Linked DNA regions of Mus musculus: all the other regions are linked to region 1. Evidence: chromatin contacts called from public HiChIP or PLAC-seq and promoter capture Hi-C data. All regions are on one chromosome and are shown on one strand. Each heading gives the region's core, a stretch centred on a gene start, on an enhancer-like site or on the middle of the called end of the contact. The rest is flanking DNA. Distances are from core to core; before and after follow the strand shown. Region 1 holds the start of Etv3 (ets variant 3). Region 2 holds the start of Chtop (chromatin target of PRMT1). Region 3 holds the start of Dennd4b (DENN/MADD domain containing 4B).

Region 1 (3,826 bases), core at 648-3,147:
CCATAGAAAAATCTAGAGGAACTATCTACAGAAAGTATCCCCATACTCTGGCTACCAGTCCTCGATTATTGCTGGTGCTAGCCGTGCCCACCTAACCCATGAGCTGAAGGTTGGCAACCTCAGTTTCTGAAGAAACCGCTCATTCTGATCGCCTTGGTTTCGGAGTTGACAATGACTAAGGTTTGCATGAATGGTGTGAGACTTTGAGGATTCTTATCAGTCTCAAGATCATTTTCTCACCACCTAACCATATGCTATATTTACACTGTGCCATCCTCCGTCCTAAGTCGTAGAACATGGTGTTCACACATTAAATATCAAGGAAGTACTTATTGTAATCTCCTACGCAATAAGATACTACTAAACATCTAAAGGTGTCCACGGGAATACTCCAAAAATACTACATTCAAACAGAAGAGGAAGTGACAGTGACTACTTAACCGAGGTAACAAAGCCCATCAGTAGTTGAAGGCAAGAGGACTAAAATGTTATGTTCATTTCGCTCGGTGGTTCTCAGCCTTCCTAATGCTGTGACCCTTTAATACAGTTCCTCATGTTGTGGTGACCCCAACCATAAAATTATTTCCGTTCCTACTTCATAACTGTAATTTTGCTACTGTTATGAATTGCAATGTAAATAGGTTTAGACATAGGGGCTTACTAAAGGGGGTCAACCCACAGGTCGAGAACTGCTGATTCGGCTAAACCCTAGCATTTGTTCTGTAGACCCAAACATAGAAAATGGTGTTCTAGACTGGACAGAAGATGGAAACCATTATAAAGCAATTTCTATGCTCAGAGTGCTCATATTTCTAATCCTCTCAATGGTATTTAAATTTTGTTCATTTTACTGACTTTCAAACTAGAAGGGGCGGGAAAACTAGACCTCACCAACACTAGTCCTTCCTTTTTAAGCAGGTAAGGTAACCTTAGGCCATACTGAGTACTGAACTTATCTCAAGACCTCAAGAACTATCAATTATTAGTCTTGCATTGTGACACATATCTTTAATCCCAACAAGTGTGAGGCAGAGGCAGGCAGATCTCTGTGAGTTCGAGGCCAACCTGGGTCTCTACATAGTGCTTTCTAGGGCAGTCAGAGATACATTGTCAAGACCTCTGGCAAAACAAACAAAACAGTAGTAGAAGCCAGAAGGCCAGTTGTGGTAGTATATACCTATAATCCTACACACACAAGTACAGCATGAGATAATTACAAATTCATTGGCCAGTCTGGGAAGGGAGGTGCTAATAGGCATATCCAAAGCTAGAAGCCAACCTTTGATACAAATCATGGTAAGACTTCCATGTTCTGTGTCGTTCCCAGGAGGGAAAGGTTGTGATTGCATAAAGTTGTTGCTACGCACTCGTGCACTCGATGAAGACTTCAATTCTGCCTCTCATCTTCGCCTTCCCCCACTTTTCACCACTTTTCACTCTCATCCACTTAACCTTTACTGGTCCCAACACTGCCTCTGGAGGGAAACTAGGGCTGGGAACCATTTGGAATTACGGAAGCTGATTTCACATCCCTTATCACTAACTCTTGAACAAAATTTGTCTGGGACAAAATTGTAATTGCTTAATCGGGAACAAAAGGCAAAGGGAAAGGGAGGGGGGAGCGGTGTTTGAATGGCAAAGTCGTGCACGCTGTAACACTTGGACGAGGCAGATCAGGACTAAAAATGGAACAGTGCAAGGCAAGGCCAACTTCGCACGTGCCTCTGAAGCTCCTGTGCTCCTGTCAGCGCGGAAGAGCCTTCCTTCTGCAGAGGGTTCCAGCCCCGCGGCCTCCGAGCCACGGAGGGGCACCGGTACCTTCTGGGCGGAAGCCGTGCCGCTCACGACACCGCCCCCTCCCACCCTGGCCCAGAGTGGAAGTGACGAAAGCCGCCGCGGAGTCACTTCCTTCTGGGTGGATGAGGAGGAGCCCGAGCTGCCGCGGAGGAGCCCGAGTGGAGACGGACGGCGCCGGAGAGGTGAGACTGGTGGCGTCGGCGGTCGCGGCCCGCGCGGGCAGGACGGAAGGGACGCGGATGAGGGCGGCCGTGGAAGCCGCTGCGGACCAGCGGGAGCGGCGAGCCCCGCCGCAGGCCGGGAGGGTGACCGAGCGCCCTGGGGGAGTCGCGAACACCTGCAGACGCGCCTGCGGGCTCCGAGGGGCTGGATGGGCACATCGGGGGCCGGAGGATCGAGGAGAGGGTGCCCGGCTCGGGCGTCGGCCAGCGCGAGCCCACGGACACCAGGCTGAAGGGTGTTCTGGAGCAGGGAAAGGGCCCTGCGATCCGACAGCGCAGGGTAGGAGTTAGTCCCGGACAGTGTCCCAGAGCCTTGGAGAAATCGGTGTCTCTTCAACCCCATCATCACGGAAATGGGAGAGGAAGCTCTGCCCAGCCCTGGTGCCTTGTTACTTGTGTATATCCTGTGTGTGCCACTGTCTGTCTGTTGCCTCTTTCCTTGAGCCATTTGTCAGCTCCTGGATCCCGAGGGTTGTCATGGACTGAAACTTACTGTTCTCCTTAGTGTATTTGTCGTCAACGAAAATGCAGAACACCTAGAGGAATTCTAGGTTAGATGAAATTTCCAAGATTAGGAATTTGTCCCACCCCACCCTGGGGCCTCTGAAGCACCTGCAGTTGCTCCAGACCTGCTCTGGTTGGTGCCGGGGGCTGTCCACCCTGCAGGGTAATGAGAGTAAGTCAGGTCTCTCCTCCTCCGTCATTCCCGGTCAGTTTCACCCTCTCCTCCTATTCGCTGAAGGACTGACACAAAGCTGTCTGCTGCTGGGAACGGGAAATTTATTGAGGAACTATAAATCTGCATGGAATGAATTCAGATCCTAGCAAGATGCCTTCCTCCACCGGCCAGGCGATCTGAAGTACCTACTTTACCCTTTTTATTTCCCTGTTAAGTAGATGGCATAACATTTTTTTTCACAAAATTTTAGGAAAGTGACATGTTTCTTGTATGGAGTGGCTGTACACAGGACATGTTTACTTTCTGTATCTCAGAATACTGTTGGAAGGTGAGCCCAGTTTCTGACTGGAAGATGTCCTTCTCACACAATTCAAGAAATACGTAGGATCGGATGTTCCTTTTTGAATAGGGGATTTGGATTTTTTTTTTTCTCCCACTTCTTAAGTTGGTGTGTCTGGGTGAATTCAGGCTTGTGTATCTTGGCATCTGGGCTTGTCTACCAACAGAAAACAAACTGTGTGGCTTGCTTTTGCTGCCGTTTTGGACTTCTTTCACTGTTCCCTTCCCTCTCTTATGTCGGAGGGTCGGTTGGTCACAAGGAAGAAAGCAGATATTAAGGACAGTGTTTACACTTTGCGGCTAAGGTCAGGTGAGAGATAATTATGGCTTTTGAGGTGGATGACCCAAGGACCATCATTTGAGGACATGAGGATTACTAGTTTAGAGGTGACATGTTTGAAAGGTTAAAGAAGGCTTTGAAACGAAGTAAAGGCAACAAGAAGGATGTTGGGGGGGGGGAACTGTGACCCTCCCCCCCAAAAAAGCCTTAATTAGATAATTCATAACATCTCAAAATAGTAGTGTGACTTGTCTCTCTCAGCAGGAGGGCGAAAATGAAAGCAGGCTGTAGCATCGTGGAAAAGCCAGAAGGAGGTGGAGGTGAGCAGAAGTTCGTCATCGTCGCTGATAGATCTGGAATGTCCCTTGGTGCTTCCTGTTCTCCCTACTTGGGCTTAGTTGACAAATGCTAGACCACGACCGAAGGTCTCACAGCTGTCTAGATCTTGGTAGAGTGGCTGTAGGCCTGTTTCCTATGAATAAGCATATAGCTTTCGCACCCTACACACGT
Region 2 (3,826 bases), core at 868-3,367, 3.0 Mb after region 1:
ACAACTGCCCAATTTGTTTTGTACCACATTAGATGCAATTAAGAACAGAGGTCTGTAGCCTTCTGTCATTTAGCTTACAACTGGCTTTTTTTGTATTGGACCCCAGGGTCAATTTAAGTAATGTTTTCTTAGGAAGGAGCTGAAGTTGCTGTTGGCTGCCTCACCGCTCATTTAGAGACATCTTGGTGGTGCTTTTTAGCACAACTTTCGGCGCTGACTGTGCAGCCATCTTCAAATCCCGAGAATCTACAAAGGACAATATGCATGAGTCAATCAAAATAATGAAGCTTGCATTTTCACAAGAAGCAAGGCATAAATCTGTTAAAGGCCTATATTTTTAACTCTGAAGATGGTATCATGAGATCTTAAGTTTGCCAGGTGGTGGTGGTGGTGCACTTTTAGTCACAGCATTCCTGAAGCAGAGGTAGGTGGCTCCCTTTGAGTTCGAGGCTAGCCAGGTCTACATAGCAAGTTCCAGGACAGCCACGGCTACCTAAGAGAAACCCTGTGAGGTGGGGGCTTACGTCCATACAATAGTTATAAAAATTTCAAAGCTCCAGGATGGAGAACATCTGCCAAAGTCTCCAAAATAGCAGAATGAGATGTAGCCAAAGCCTAGGAGTTTGGCTTTCAATAGTTCTTCTCAGCCTGGACTGTATGTGACTTAGCTGAGGAATGTTTGAAAAAAAAAAAAAAAAGAAAAAGTCCCTCCCAAACTAAACTAAATTCTTGATGCCTGGATCCAGACCAATTAAAGTACAATCTGGCCATGAGGATGGGGTACAGCAACTGGGATTGGGGGTGCTACCCAGGTACATCTTACATGTCTATAGAAAGTTGAGGGTCATGGATCTAGAGAAATGGAGGAGCTGGGAATATAGCTCCTCAGTAGAGTGCTTGTTTAGCACTGATGAAGCCCTGGGAAGTTCAATTCCCAGCAGCAACAGGGGAGTGGTGTAACAGTCTGAGGCTGTAACGGGTTACATTGTCACACTGTGAGGACCGGACTCTCATACACCCAAAATAAAAAGAAAAGCCTAGTTTCAAAATCGATTCTCAACTCCAAATGCAGGTGGAGCTCTAGTTAGACATGGCAGGGGAAAGACAGAAGAGGTTTTCTAAATGGGTATTCAATCTGAGAGCTCTGTTAAGAGCACACCACAATATTTTAACTGTAGTGGCATATACTGGGGAGGGGCTGAGGCAAGGGGGTCACAAGCTCAAGGCGAGCCCGGGTGATTTGACAGACCCTGTTTCAAACTAAGATTATTATTATTTTTAAAGCTGGAGATGTTAACTCGGGGCGCTAGTTTAGCCAAAGTACGATTTTGGGTTCAACTTCGGTGCCGCAAAAAAAAAAAAAAAAAAAAAAAAAAGAATCAAAATCGAACACCCAGAGCCGCCGCTAATTCCTGTACTCCTCATTTGACCTCCACCTCGAAGCCTCTCAGGACTCCAACTTTGATCAGGCGACTATTTCCGTGGTTATCCCCATCAAACGCTATTCTGGGGCGAGGCTTTGGCTCCGATGGAGGACGCTTATCTAGGTAAGCAAGACACTGGATTTGAGGCCAAACCACTACGACCAGCACCACCAGCACCAGCACCTGCACCAGACACGCCAACCACAAGCAGCACCCGCACGGCTAGCGGCCCAGCTCGCTGGCCGCGGTTCCGGCTTAGCCTCCGCCTCCCGGCTCCGCCCCCTCCCCGGCCTCTGCGCACCTCAGCCCGGTCCACACCTGCCACCCACGCCACCGGGCCCCGGACCCCGCGCCCCTCCACCTCTGCCCTCTCCACAGAAACTCACCGAAGGAGATGGACGCCAGCGCTCCTCCCGGGGTTGCCACCACGGCTGCGGCGGGCGGCCCGGAGGCCGGCCTAACCTGAGCTGACGGCGGGCCGCTCGGGTTAACTAGCTGGGCGGTTGGCTTAGATGCTTAAACGGTAGGATGTGAGGCTTCCTCGTTGTGGGTTGAGTATCTAGCTGACCGATCCTCCCGCTCGTCAAGCCTGCCCTTTCCTGCCTTTCGTCTGGGCCCCCAGAGCCGGCGCCGCCAACTCCCGCTTGGTGTCCAAAACAAAATGGCCGCCGGGCCCACCAGTGCAGCGTGACCGGCTAAAATGGCGCCGACGGGCTTGCGTCAGTGCGCGCGCAACTAGGGGCGTGGCAACATGGTCCTTTGGCCTAGCGCAAGAATCGCAGCGAATCCCCACTGACTTTGGCAAAGATCCCTTAAGTTACGTGTAGTGCTCCGCCTTCGGGGGCGTGGCCAGTGGCCGTAATCGCTAAGTACCTCTAGACTACCTTCTGGACAAGTTTATGCCCCACTTTGGTGGGATTTTTGGCTTGCAAATAGCAGCTTAGATTGGCAACAGTGTTTGTATCCTTTTATTTCCCATTCCCAAGCTAAAGACAACTGTAAAAAGTCTTTATTAGGACCTTGAGACCTGGCTAATTTGCTCAGGCCCTCAAACCTATTTGTAGAGTTTCTGTTTCTTTTTGAGGCAGGCTTCCTTTGTGTAGACCAGACTGGCTTCGAACTCACAAAGATCCACCTCCTGACCCCCCCTAACCCCGCCCCTCCCAGTACTGGGATTTAAGACCCACACTGGACTCATCTACATCCTTTTATAGGGACTGCCTCTAGAAGATGTGGCTAGTTTTAGGGTGGGTCTTTTTACCTCAAGTAATCCAATAAAGCAAATCTGTATCCCCACTTATGTATCCCTAGTTCTTACATAATGTCTAGCAATGATGAGGCATCAATAAACACTGAATGAAGCTTGGGAAAAAGTTCTTCTAGTAGTTTTTTGGTTTTGTTTTCTGGTTTTGTTTTTTTGTTGTTGTTTTTTTTTTTTTTTTTTTTTCCGAGACAGGGTTTCTCTGTGTAGCCTTGGATGTCCTGGAACTCACTCTGTTGACCAGGCTGGCCTTGAACTCAGAAATCTGCCTGCCTCTGCCTCCCGAGTGCTGGGATTAAAGGCGTGTGTCACCACTGCCTCTGGTAGTTTTTTTGAGACAGAGTCTCTATAATGTAGTTCTGGCTGTTCTAGAATTCTCTATACAGACCAGGCTGGGCTTGGACTCACAGAGATCCTCCTGCCTTTTACGTCCCAGGTGCTGAGCTGGTGTTAACTATGGTACGTGCCACCATTTCTAGCTTTCTTCAGATTTTTTAAAAAAGATTTATTTATTTATTATATGTAAGTACACTGTAGATGTCTTCAGACACACTAGAAGAGGGCACCAGATCTCGTTACGGATGGTTGTGAGCCACCATGTGGTTGCTGGGATTTGAACTCCGGACCTTTGGAAGAGCAGTCAGGTACTCTTACCCACTCAGCCATCTCACCAGCCCCACATTTTTTGATGGCTTGTTTATTTCTGTTTCTGGCTATGTAGTATGGGCTGGCTTGGAACTCAAAATCTTCCTGCCTCATCCTTCAAGTCCTGGTATTACCAATTACTCATACAAATCCTTGAGAAGCCAATGACACTTGGATTCCAGCTAAAATTTTCGGACCCCTACATTTCTGGGTTTTGAGTGTTCCTTAAATAAGGAACTAATGTAAACTTGACAAGATAAGGTGTTGGGAGTGAGCACCCCTTACTTCACACATAGCCATGCCCAGAGGGTACAGACATTGATAGCTGGTGAGAGAGAAGGCTTTATTAAAACAAGTGGCAGATCTGGACTGCCACTCTTGTGCCCTTGGTGCACGTCGAGACTGGGCAAGGATGGGGACATAGGGAGGTACAGGTGGGGTGAGGAGCAAGCACGCTAAAGGGGAAATCTTGACAAGTGGGAGAGGAAGGGCACTG
Region 3 (3,826 bases), core at 492-2,991, 2.7 Mb after region 1:
GGTTTCTCTAAGGAGATTGCAGCAGCCCTGGCTGGAGTGCCTGGCTTTGAGGTGTCAGCATCTGGGTTGGAGCTGGGCCTGGGGCTAGAAGATGAGCTGCGCATGGAGCCACTGGGCCTGGAAGGACTAACTATGCTGAGTGACCCCTGTGCCCTGCTGCCTGACCCTGCTGTGGAGGACTCATTCCGTAGTGATCGGCTACAGTGAGGGGACCTCACTGCCATCCTTCTTCATGGCCCTGTCCCATCAGTCTTCATCCCTTCCCCCTGGCCAGTAGAGACTACTCTCTGCCCCCAGATCCTTTTTCTAATATGAATGAAGGATCCTAAAACTGAGGAAAGGGAAGGGGCTTGGCCAGGTGGCCCCTGAATGCTGTATGTCTGGTGGGCTTGGGGGAATTCAAGGGAGGGCCTAAAAGCACTTGTAACTTTGAAAACCGTCTGTCTGGAGGTCAGAGCCTGTTGGGAAGCAAGGTGTAGAGGGAAATCTTGGAGAGAGGGCTTGTCCAGAAGGGATGGGCACTACCAGCCCCTCCCTATTTCTCTTCCCCTTGCAATGGAAGAGAGAGCCAGAATGGATATTATTTTTTATTAAATATATTATATGTTAATAAAAAATCCTATTAAACCTTTTGTGTGCTTGGCTATTTGGTACATGGCTGGGGACCTAAGGAGGTTTGGTGCCATAGGTTCTTTTGTGTTGCATTTTTGTTTGTTTGTTTTTTGACAGGATTTCTCTTACATAGGGCAGACTACCTAGAAGTCACACGTGCCCGTTGGCACCTTGGCTTCCTTAGTGCTAGGGCTACGGGTGTGCGTTAATCCTCTCAGAACTTTTGTGCTTGTGCGGAAGCACCATTCTCAGATTTAGGTCCCAAACTGGATGTATCCTAAAGCCTATACAGACTTCACCGAGGCAGCAGGAAGTCACCTTATGTGCCCTTGTTTGTTTAAGGCCCTGCCTGCTGCAGCATCAGGGGATGGGGCACCGTGACTAGCCTGACAAGTTACTCTTCTGAAGCCCTGGGTAAGGAGAGGCTGTTGTCCCAAGTCACAGTTGTTTCTGTTAGAAAATCCTCCCCTCTCCTGGAGGAGGCTATTGCCAGTGTTGATGCTTCTAGAGAGAAGTAAGCAGGCCTAGCTGGCTTACTTGGTTTATGTTTGGGGGACCTAAGCAATCTCATGTTCTGAGGACTGTATGTCGATTCATCCATTTCACTGCTCCATTTGGGTTTAACGCAATAGATCCTTGGGAGACAACCATGTTCCACGAAGGCTTTGTTAGACTTCACCCAGCATAGTGAAAGGAGTGCTACACCTCCACTATTCGGCTTCATGCCTTTCTTCCTCTTTTTCAATGTTCTTGTCATTTCTCGAAAGAAGAACTGAGAGTTTCTGGCTCTGGCCAGTGGGTTCTAAACGTGGAAGTGGGGAGTCACCTGGGTTTCCCAGGTCTAGGTCTTCAGGGCCTTCGCTGTGGCACAGTGGCCACATCTGACGGTAGGGCAGGACAGGAGCACCGACTCTGACTTCGGGGCCATCTGGGGTCAGTGTCTTGCTTTTTCCTCCGGGTGGTGGGAATCCGCTTGGTTGCAGGGGGCCCTCCCAGCCACCAGGGGTCGCACTGCAGGCGGCAGGGTGTTGGGCCGGCGCTAGCCAGGGTCACGGCCGCAGGCCCGGGTGTGTGGGGGGGGGCAGAATAGCGGAGGCGCCCGCGGCTCCTGGGGGGGTGGGGGGCGGGTATGAGTGGAGAAAGCAGGGCGCGTTGAAGAGCTTGGGGTCCCCAGCAACGTGGGAGCCGGGAGGACCGCGCGGCTGGAACTAGCGGTGTGGTGTGGCAGCAGTCCCCGCGTGGCGCAGCGCGCGGGGACGCTGGGACCGCCCAGATCTTCTTCCACCGTGCCCGGCGCCCTCGGCTGCTGCTTCTTCCTTCAGCCCGGGCGCGAGCGGCTCCTAAGTCGAGTGCGCCATGTCCGGGGCTGGATAGCAGCCCAGCCGCCCGCCGGCCCGCCAGCCCGCCCTCAGAGCCACCCGCCAGCGGGCCGGCTGGGGAGTCCCAGGGCAGGCAGGTAGGGGCCGGACCGGGCGGGGCGGCGGGCGGGTTAGGGCGGGCGGAGGGCGGGCGGCTCCAGGGACTGTCCCCAGCTGTTCTACGCTGCGCATCTGGTTCCGCTTCCTCCCTCCCAGAGAAGTGAAAGTGGAGGGGAGGGCGCAACCCAGAGCTAGCTAGCTGTGCTCGACATCCTACAACCTGGAGCTCCCGCGGGCGCTCAAGCCAGAGCACCCCTCCTTCCCGCCTGGGTCACGCGGCTGCTGGCGCTGCTGCCGTCACGTCCTCGGCAGTCCCCGCGCGCGCTTCTCTCGGCCCTCCGGCCTCTTGCTCAGCCACCTCCCCCGCGCCGCGCCCTCTGCCCTAGCCCCGACTTCCCGTCATTCGGCATGTGGGCGTTGGGACCCAAAGTGGCTCCAGTGCCGTTGTTTTCCCCCAAGGGAGAAGGGGCTGCATTCTATAGGACTCTTCCCTGGCTGGATAAGGGAAGGCCTGGACACACAAGTCCTGTTGATCCGGGACCACCCACTTGCCTATAGAGGGTCTCATCTAACGGCTTTTGCCTACTGTCTGGAGCACAGAACTACTATTGGCCTGCAGTGGATGAGAGAGTGAGCTGTGTCCTGGAGTTAAATCAGGAGGCTGACGCTGACTCCTGGCTTCACCTCTCAGATGTAGAGAAGCTCAAGCTAAATTTAGCTTGAGTTGGGGCATGTGTGTCCAGAGGCCAGGTTGAGAAGACAGTCGGTTTGGCTCTAGTTCTCTGAGGAAGAGCGGGAGGTTAAATAGACTGTGCATCCTGGAGACACTAAAAGCTTCCCTGCCTTGCACAGGACCCTTAGTGGGAGGTCTGCGTTGGTCTGATGCTGTGCTGGCACCTTAAACAGTACTATCCCCCCCGCCCCCCCAGCGATACCACACACCCATAGGCTGACTTATGCTGAGCTAGCGACAGCTTCCCCTTCGCAGCCATTTCAGGAAGTAGCCTCCCTTCCCCTCTGAAGCACTCTCTCAGCCTCTAGCCCCTTGCAAGCTACCCGCCAGGCTTCTTCCCACCTTCAGCACCCTGGGGCACCTCAGGACTCTTGGGGCTTCCACTCCCCAGGGTCAGGCCATGGAGGCAGGTGAGATAAGTTACCAATAGGCTGTTGTGGCCCCGATTCTGTCTTGGGCTGGGTGGCGCGGGCATGGCATGACTGGAGCTGACTCCTACAGTCCCTTTGTGCCTAACTACAGACACCTAAGGATCCTGGAGATGGGAAAGTCCTGGTTGCTTGGCCAACTAGGTAAAGTTAAGCTAGGGAAAAAAAAGGATACTTGAAATCTGATGAGCAGAAGCTAAATCTTGGGTTTTGTAAGCCTTCCTAGGCATCTGTAAAGTCTTCTAGAAATGAAAGGATGGGTGCTTTAAGAACATTAGCTGCATCGGAAGGTTCTTGTGGTGTTGCTACAAGAGCAGAGACCTTTGACAAAGCAAAAGTTGGTGTAATGTGGTAGCCAGAGTGAATGATGTCATTGCAGGCCATTACAGAAAATACTGTGTTCTCTGAGACGTAATTGTAGCGGGCAAGGAGAGGCAGGCCTTTAAAGGAATAGGTGAGGAATATGTCAGTTGTGTGTTGTAGAGTGGAGTTTGGGTTCTTTGGGAAAAAAGGGCTGATGTCACTAAGAAGGAAGGACCTAGTGGTCTCTAAGGAGCTGTGGTGGAATATGAGAGTTTGGTGATGTCACAGGTGGAAGAATTCAAGATTGGCTGATCATTTATCCTTTCCTTAGA

The links. HiChIP or PLAC-seq counts read pairs in DNA pulled down with a chosen protein or histone mark. Capture Hi-C pulls out chosen DNA fragments and counts their contacts.
Region 2: a contact with region 1 is called in a promoter capture Hi-C map of liver, with 4 times the contacts expected there. The contact joins the promoter of Chtop here to the promoter of Etv3 in region 1. A contact is called at or near these places in 2 of 484 Hi-C or Micro-C datasets (B cells and CD8 T cells), 2 of 115 datasets of contacts at active chromatin or transcription factors (bone marrow-derived dendritic cells and thymic regulatory T cells) and 1 of 9 other capture datasets (liver).
Region 3: a contact with region 1 is called in an H3K27ac HiChIP or PLAC-seq map of bone marrow-derived dendritic cells, with 6 times the contacts expected there. The contact joins the promoter of Dennd4b here to the promoter of Etv3 in region 1. A contact is called at or near these places in 1 of 484 Hi-C or Micro-C datasets (CD4 T cells), 2 of 115 datasets of contacts at active chromatin or transcription factors (bone marrow-derived dendritic cells and thymic regulatory T cells) and 1 of 9 other capture datasets (liver).

The regions. Positions count from the first base shown.
Region 1 is chr3:87,523,681-87,527,506 of GRCm38.p6, forward strand. It overlaps Etv3 (ets variant 3), which reads left to right and starts at 1,898. Exons shown (of 5, transcript NM_001083318.2): 1 at 1,898-1,979; 2 at 3,578-3,636. The coding sequence starts at 3,591.
Region 2 is chr3:90,507,381-90,511,206 of GRCm38.p6, forward strand. Chtop (chromatin target of PRMT1) reads right to left here and starts at 2,118. Exons shown (of 6, transcript NM_001293776.1): 1 at 1,811-2,118; 2 at 165-246. The coding sequence starts at 229. S100a1 (S100 calcium binding protein A1) reads right to left here. Exons shown (of 3, transcript NM_011309.3): 3 at 3,654-3,826.
Region 3 is chr3:90,263,494-90,267,319 of GRCm38.p6, forward strand. It overlaps Dennd4b (DENN/MADD domain containing 4B), which reads left to right and starts at 1,742. Exons shown (of 28, transcript NM_001356483.1): 1 at 1,742-2,068. It overlaps Crtc2 (CREB regulated transcription coactivator 2), which reads left to right. Exons shown (of 14, transcript NM_028881.3): 14 at 1-632. The coding sequence ends at 207.